2 separate regions of the Astyanax mexicanus genome follow, and region 1 is linked to region 2. The links are chromatin contacts, called in public Hi-C maps. All regions are on one chromosome and are shown on one strand. Each heading gives the region's core, a stretch centred on a gene start, on an enhancer-like site or on the middle of the called end of the contact. The rest is flanking DNA. Distances are from core to core; before and after follow the strand shown. Region 1 holds the start of psmd14 (proteasome 26S subunit, non-ATPase 14). Region 2 overlaps rbms1a (RNA binding motif, single stranded interacting protein 1a).

Evidence for each region. A called contact is a pair of places that touch in the nucleus more often than the background predicts.
Region 1: a Hi-C map of muscle shows a contact between it and region 2, with 15 times the contacts expected there. The contact joins the promoter of psmd14 here to the enhancer-like site in region 2. A contact is called at or near these places in 3 of 3 Hi-C or Micro-C datasets (blood and muscle).

The regions. Positions count from the first base shown.
Region 1 is chr16:12,700,576-12,704,524 of AstMex3_surface, forward strand. psmd14 (proteasome 26S subunit, non-ATPase 14) reads left to right here and starts at 1,708. Exons shown (of 11, transcript XM_007237334.4): 1 at 1,708-1,815; 2 at 3,801-3,857. The coding sequence starts at 3,810.
Region 2 is chr16:12,653,558-12,657,602 of AstMex3_surface, forward strand. It overlaps rbms1a (RNA binding motif, single stranded interacting protein 1a), which reads right to left. Exons shown (of 14, transcript XM_022669582.2): 9 at 3,548-3,635; 10 at 2,411-2,461; 11 at 1,333-1,443; 12 at 1,120-1,200; 13 at 768-846. The coding sequence ends at 772. Among protein-coding and RNA genes, the nearest start is that of itgb6, 14 kb to the left of the region's middle. Within about 2 kb of position 2,649, the one cell type or tissue checked has an H3K27ac peak away from gene starts, as active enhancers do.

The sequences.
Region 1 (3,949 bases), core at 458-2,957, 46 kb after region 2:
CAAAAAACATCTTGGTAAATATTCTTTGGACTGACCTGACCAAAATGGAACTTTTTGGAAGGTTTGTGTCCCGATACATCTGGCGTAAAACTAACACATTATTTCAGTAAAAGAACATCAAACTGAATGTAAAACATAGTGGTGGTAGTGTGATGGCCTGGGCTGCTATGCTGCTGCCTCGGGGTCTGGACAACTTGCTGTAATAGATGGAACCAGGAATTCTGCTGTTTACCAGACAATCCTGAAGAAGAATGAAGCTTTCTGTCCTAGTACAGCTCTTTATCTCAAATAAACCTATCAGATGTGTTTGGTGTGAGGACGACATCTACTGGTTAACTGTTCTCTTCACATTAAAAAAGGATGACATTGTACTGTCCTGAAAAAACACTTACAATTTCTGCAAAACAGAATAACACTATCCATAATTCAAAACTGTTATATACAAGTCATATAAACACATTATATAAGTGTTAGCAGTGAGTGAGTCTTTAATCAATGTGGGTGAATAAAGCTAAACTGCTCAAAAAACATGACCCATTAATGTATGGACTAATTAATCCCACTGTTTGCTGTGATTAATCACGATTAATTGCATTTTTCCTTCCTTTTCAACAATAAAACTTTAATAATAGATATTTAAATGTAAATGTAATATTGTGCACAATCCATGAGAGCTGCTTGATTAGTTATTTTTAATTCAAAAGGACCTTGTGGACACGCCTTAATGGCTCTGATTTAATTAACTCATTCACATGCCTTAATAAGTCGTGGCCACTCCTCAATTATCTTGTTCGCATGCCTTAATTATCTCATTATACATTATTTTTATATGATGTCACCTTAGGGGCTCTATAGTTTCCAGATTAATCACGCATGTGTTAGCGCTGAAAAACTATTTTTCTTGAAATAAAGAATGTTGTATATTTTTGCATTTTTCTACAGTAAACGCGTTTTAGGCAGTAAAGTTTAGCATAACTACGACTGTGAGCTAAGACAGGTTTAAAACTTTTATTTAAAAGCTTTAAAATAATAAATTAGAACATTTTAGTATAAAAATAATCAATATAATGTATGTATATAATGTATAAAGCATTTTTCTTCAAGTTCTCCAGATGAACCCACCGAATTTAAACTTAAACTGGAGCGCCCTCTATTGTCTGACACCCTGAATCACATTCTTAAGCGGGTATTCTCCTGTCTACAGGTTCTCTGCCTGAACTCAACTGTGACCATTTTAATATAGGTGATGAAGAAAGGATATAGAAAGGATATAGAAGATGATACATATAAATTTTGACATTCGAGATAAAAAAAGTTTAAATAAGATTTTTAAAAATGTAAATAAAAGCTCTATAGAAAACAACAAAACAAAAAAATTCAAATTTTAAACAAACAAATTTTGTAGCTCAAAGCTAAATGTGGTACTTAGAAGAATCTAAGAATCTAAAGTACAAAACAATTCTGCTTTGTGTAGCTATAATGACTTCAATATTACATTTACAATGTTAAGAAAACGCATTAAATGAGAAGAGGTGTGTTCAAACTTTTGACTTGTATTGTATAAATGTAAATTGTAAATGTATTTATGTGTGAACGTATTTATATATAAATGTGAACCTGTTTGTATTTTCCATGAGTTAGTTAATTGGGATTAAAGGCAGTACTCTTATTTTGAAATGACCAGACTGTTATTTTGAAATATCTCTACAGGATTCGGTTGCTTTCACCCACTTCACTGCGGTGATTCGGGCTGATTCATTGTAGCCCCGCTGGAGCTTCAGCTCAGATTCAGAGGACTGTGCTCAGGTTTAACAGGTAAAGCCGCTGTTAATATGAAACGTTGGGTTCGCGGGTTTTATTCCGAGAGTGCTGTGATGGTTTAATATTTTGAAATTGTCGTTAGTCTGTGGTTTGGTATTTTATGTCTTTAAATTCAGCACTCATGTAGCTACTTAGCATCCTAGCTAGCTTCCTGGCTAACTCTCTCTAGCGTTGCGCTGCGTTAGCGGCTAGCTGTTAACGGCTAATCGAGTATATTAGTTAGCGTAGAAGCCTGTTTTTAGCGCTGTCCATTTGCTGGTTATATTTTGGCTTCTTGGTTTGAACAGGATTCATTAGCGAGACGTCGAGTTGGCGTTTCTGTAATGTAAGTTAGTTTATGTGTTTGCTCTGTTTAATAGTCCGGTAAGCAGGTTACTTAGCTAACTAGCTAACCGAACCATATTAGCACTGCAGTCTGTTAGCGTTAGTTAGCTTAGCTTTATTTATATGATGACACAGGCTATTTGCACCCATGTTTAAATAAAAGTGTTCACTATTACTGAAAAGCTCTATATGGACGTCAGTGTTAAAAAAAGCTCCCGTTTCAAGTTTATAAACACAAAATTATGTTCGAATAAAGTTAACTTATAGAATTCAGCACTGAGGGACCGAAGAGTGATGCTGCTCTGTCAGCCTCACATAGATTAACTTAGTTAGCCTAGGTTAGTTTAACTACTCGTGTCAGGTATAAAGCGTTTTTAACACTGGTATTTAATTTTTTTAAACATTTTGTAATCTTAATTAATTTAAAGCAATTTAATTTAGTCTAAGTAACGTAACGTTAGCTAGCTAGCTATACTGAGTCACAGTTAGCTAATGTTAGCCAGTTAGGGATGTGTTACAACAATAGTGAGCTGCTGTGCTCCTGCTGTCATGGATTAAGATTTAGGGCTGGTCGAGTTGGCCAAAATTTATGTCACAATAGATTTATTAATCTCAGTTAATATATACTTTTAATACCAGTTTAAAGAGTAAAGCAAGCCACCGACCTTGATGTACATAAACACAAATTGAATGTGCTGAGTGAAATAATTAAAATAATATCACAATATTTAAAGACTTTTTTTGTTTGCTTGTTTTTTGTTACAATATCAGCAGTGGCAAGTTCTGCTGTTATGTTATTCAGATACACTTTCATGAAAATTACAGTGATTTCGCTCTCTTTAATATGTACAGTTGGGTCAGTGTATGTTTTGCACTGATTATATGCTTGATATGTTTAAAAAAAACATATTGTAGATACAATACATTTTTTTAGCACAATACAATAAAATATCTATATCTTGCCCAGGTTATAGGGGTATCAGTAAATATTAAAATTGTAAGATTTTGCTTGGCAAGTATGGAAAGTTAAAATACCATGATTTATTATAATTCTAATGACATTAATCTTCTTGTCTTGTTATGAAAATGACACTCAGTTCATTTGAGGTAAGAAACTATGGTCAATTTTGCTTTAAAAATCTTTTAATCGCATGTCTAATTATTTGGATCCTCAAGTTTATTTAAATATTCATACACACTACTCAATTTCTGTTAGCGATACCCAAGTTGCTATATATAACTTTATAACTAACCTTTGAACATGTTATGTTTTATTTTAAGATTTATTTGCTTTAAACACTAATATGGTCATTAATTCTTTTTTTTTTTTTTTTTTTTTAAGCTGTACGGCATCTATATGTAGTAGGTCATTCATGCTGTATAGACGCGCCCACAATTAAAATAAATCGTATGCCCAAAGGGCAAAACAGATTAAAAACTAAGTAGATGCTGTACACTGATTGGTGGGCTGCTTGGTGCTTCTTTTCCAATGTTAGCTCATATGTTATAGCTGGTCTCTTAAAACAATATATGTGCTTTAAAAATATTGTAAATTTTGTAGCAATGGTTTATTCTTCAGTGTTTAACTTAAATCAGTGTTTGTGACTGATTTTTACTGTTTATTTTATCTTGAGTTTCTTCGTGTTTTGGCACAGAGAGACAAAATGGACCGGCTGCTCAGGCTTGGTGGTGGGATGCCCGGACTCGGACAGGTAAAGGCTCCTAATAATGATGATATTGTGTTGTTATTAGATGGCTTCTCATTGATTTATATAGTTAAACCATGTTGTGTGGAACTGCTAAC
Region 2 (4,045 bases), core at 1,399-3,898:
ACATAGTGTCATTGATTATCGAAAAGGAGGTTCCTTTTAGTCTTAAATTGTGCATCTTTTAAATACTTCCAGATGATTTTATCATTCATAAAAAGAAATCCTCCTTGATTAACTAATGTCTTATTGAAGCCAAACATGTAATAGCACTTTTAGCACTGGAAAAATAAGAAAGCCCCTGGTCTCCCAGAGTGGATAAGAGGAATGATTCCAATCTTGCATTGGAAAAAATAACCTATTTTATTAAGAGCAAAATGATGGAATTTAGAGAGACAATTTTCTTGAACAAGGGGAGGATACGGATTTTCATGACTGATAATTGAATGATTTGATATGGTGTGAATATAGCTAGCCTGCTAACTAAAGCAGGCTAAAGATAAATATCATAAAATATGGTTGCAGTGTAACTATCCTACAAAAGGAGAACAATGAACAATTTGTTCTGTCATTTTGAAAATCTATTAAATATTTTGTTGAAAAAATAAAAGTCTAAATGAAGCACATAAATTTTTTTGATAAAAGTTTTTAGTATAATGATTTAAACAGGGAGAAATTGTCAATATATGGTTATTCACTGTAAGTACTTAATTATTAGTATTAATTCTGTGACATTATACCGTTCAACAAAAAATGTTTATCATTACAATTCATAAGGCCGCAGTCTGGTTTAAAGCAGACATACAGTTTATGTCGGTACAGATCGTCTGGGCTCTGAATGAGCAGCTTGTAATATGTCAGTGCTGCTGTGTAGCATCACTTTTAATAATTACCCTCTTATTGCTTGCTAGTTTGGAACGGGTAAGGGGAGGGATCATTGGAGGTCACATCCTGGGCCTGCACACTGGGATCCTGTGTAGAAAAAAAAAACAAGAAAATACATAAAATCACACTTTGATTTAATAAGGAATTAATTTTTTTAAATAAATTAATTTAGATTTAATTAATAAATAAAATATTGCATTAAAGGGAGAAATCTAAGCTACATCAGCTATTTCCAGCTAGTTCTTCAGCTGTGCTTAAATATTGACAAACCACATCTTTCTCAAAATACTATATAGTACCCTGTTGTTTATGGTAGGTAAAAAAAAAAAAGAGAAAAAAACAGCAGGGTTTCAGGGTTACCTCTGTGGCGATGGTGGTGGGCTGGATATGGGCATACTGAGGAATATATGCTCCTTGCATAGCTGTGTTTGCAGGAATAAACTGTAAAATCGCACACACACACACACACACACACATAAATAAACACATACACTGTATGAACAAAGAAGTCCAAACATAGTAGACAGTAATAGTTACTGTAATAGTTTTGGCTGGCGGTTTATATGGTCTTACCGTAGCAGTGCCACCCAGAGAGAGATGGCCCATCTGCTGGGTCAGAGGAGCCAACATGGAGGACGGCTGTAGTGGCATGGGGTGCTCCATAGGGGGCGACAGTACAGCTCCCTAAAACATGAGAAAGAGAGAAAGCACAGAGAGTCAGATCTACTGTCTGAACCCAGCAAAAAAAAAGAGAATCTGTAGCAGGTTGATTTTACCAACTTGAAAACCTCTAGAATATAATCAAGACAAAAATAGATGATCACAAGCCATCAAACCAAGCTGGACTGCTTGGATTTTTGCACCAGGAGTGGCATAAAGTTATCCAAAAGCAGTGTGTAACACTGGTGGAGGAGAATATGCCAATATGCATGAAAACAGTGATTAAAAAACATGGTTATTCCACCAAATATTGATTTCAGAACTATTAAAATTTTATGAATATGAACTTGTTTTCTTTGCATTATTTGAGGTCTGAAAGCTCTGCATCGTTTTTGTTATTTCAGCCATTTCTGATTTTCTGAAATTGTTTATTTGGAATTTGGGAGAAATGTTGTCCGTAGTTTATAGAATAAAACAACAATGTTCATTTTACTCAAACATAAACCTATAAAATAGAAAAATCTGAGAAACTGATTCAAAAATTGTGGTCTCTTAATTTTTTCCAGAGTTGTATATACACATTTTACAGCTAGAATTAACATGCGGTCTGGGTGATCCGATCAGTCCAGTCTCCATCACAACCCACATTGTGAATGGAATACAGTGCATCTCAAGCACGCACGTAATAAACTTAATTAATTTAAACCGATCACATTTGAAGGTGATCAGAAATACTTATTACCACATTATTATTGCAGTCTGAATGCCAAACCTGCTGAAACTGTATAACAACCTAAAATAACAAGCTAATGAATACAAGTGATGAGATGATCAGATCCCCGGGACACATACACACTCTCAGACGCGTGTTGTGGAAGTGGTGCGTGTTGTGTAATATCTCTGGTGATTTGAGGAGGAACGAGGAGTGAGAGAACGAGTGAGGGAGAGAAGAAGAGACAGGAAGGAGAACAGGAATTTTTTTTTTCCTCACCGGGTGCTGCATAATGTAAGGCTGATGTGTCATCCAGGAGGGATTCTGAACCTGTAAACACACAAACACACACACACAGTAAAAAACACAGATCAGAGCAGGTTAAAACTGATAGCCAAAACTCAGTTTAGCACAATGTAGAAGAAAGAGAGAGAGATGGAGAGGAAGAGAGAGATTGACAGAGAGATACAGACAGAGACACAGAGAGAGAGGGTGTGAGAAATCGCATGTGATAGACACAGTGAGAAAGAGAGAGGAGAGAGACAAAGAGAGAGATAGATAGAGAGAGGGAGTGTGAGATGGAAAGAGAGAGATACACAGAGTGAGAGATACAGAGAGAGCGTGAGAGAGAGATATAGAGAGTGTGAGAGTGAGAAGAGATATAAAGAGAGAGAGAGTAAGAGTGAGAGAAACTGTGAGAGAGATACATAGAGAGAGGGGTGAGAAATATGTAGTGTGATAGACACCGTGAGAAAGAGAAAGAGAAAGGAGAGAGACAAAGAGAGAGAGTGTGTGAGAGAGATACAGGGTGTGAGAGAGTGAGAGAAAGAGATACAGAAAAAGAAAGAGAGAAACTGTGAGAGAGCGATATATATAGAGAGAGGGTGTGAGAAATAGAGTGTGATAGACACCGTGAGAAAGATAAAGGAAAGAGACAATGAAAGAAAGATACAGAGTGTGAGAGGATGAGGAAAAGATACAGAGAGAGAGAGAGAGTAAGAAAGAGAGAAACTGTGAGAAAGAGAAAAGAGAAAGACAAAGGGAGAGATAGAGAGAGTGTGAGAGATAGAGATAAAGAGTGTGAGAGTGAGAGGAAGAGATACAGAGAGAGAGAGTAAGAAAGAGAGAAACTGTGTGAGAGAGATACATAGAGAAAGGGTGTGAGAAATAAGAGTGTGATAGACACTGTAAGAAAGAGGAAAGAGAGAGAGAGATACAAAGAGTGAGAGAGTGAGAGGAAGAGATATAGAGAGAAAGAAAGTAAGAGTGACAGAGAAACACATAGAGAGTAAGAAAGAGAGGAGAGATGCACAGGGAGCAAAAGGTAGAGAGAATGAGAGATACAGACAGAAAAAGAGAGAGAGAGAGAGAGAGAGAGAGGAGTTAAAGATAGCAAGAAAAAAAGAGAGAGCGTACCGGGTAGGTGGAGACGGGTGAGATGTAAGGGGTCACAGCAGTCTGGGGCATTATTCTGTTGCCCATGCTGTAGGGAGAGGCGTAGTACCTGAAAGGGTTAAAATAATCCATATGTTACACCTTAAAATTTAGGTTCAATCACAAAAATAACAACAGACATTCTACACACTACACACGGGCATTCTGATTGGTTAATAGTTTGATCACCTGAGCCAGAAGAGTAAATGAAAGTGGAGAGGAGAGCTCTCATTTAAACATCCCTTTATCTGTTTATTGCAAATTAACCTAATAATGCTGATGTCTGTAAGTTTAGGATTTTGGGCCCTCTCTGGTGAGAATGGGTAATTGAGCGAGCATGCGGAAGAATCCTTTTAAACTGGGCAGGTGTAATTGCGATTCCAGGTTATGTTCAGTCAGAGTGAGAGAGGGAGCGCACTCAGTCAGAAACTTCACTTCAACTACACACTTTGTTTTTACTATGAGTGAATGAATTACTGA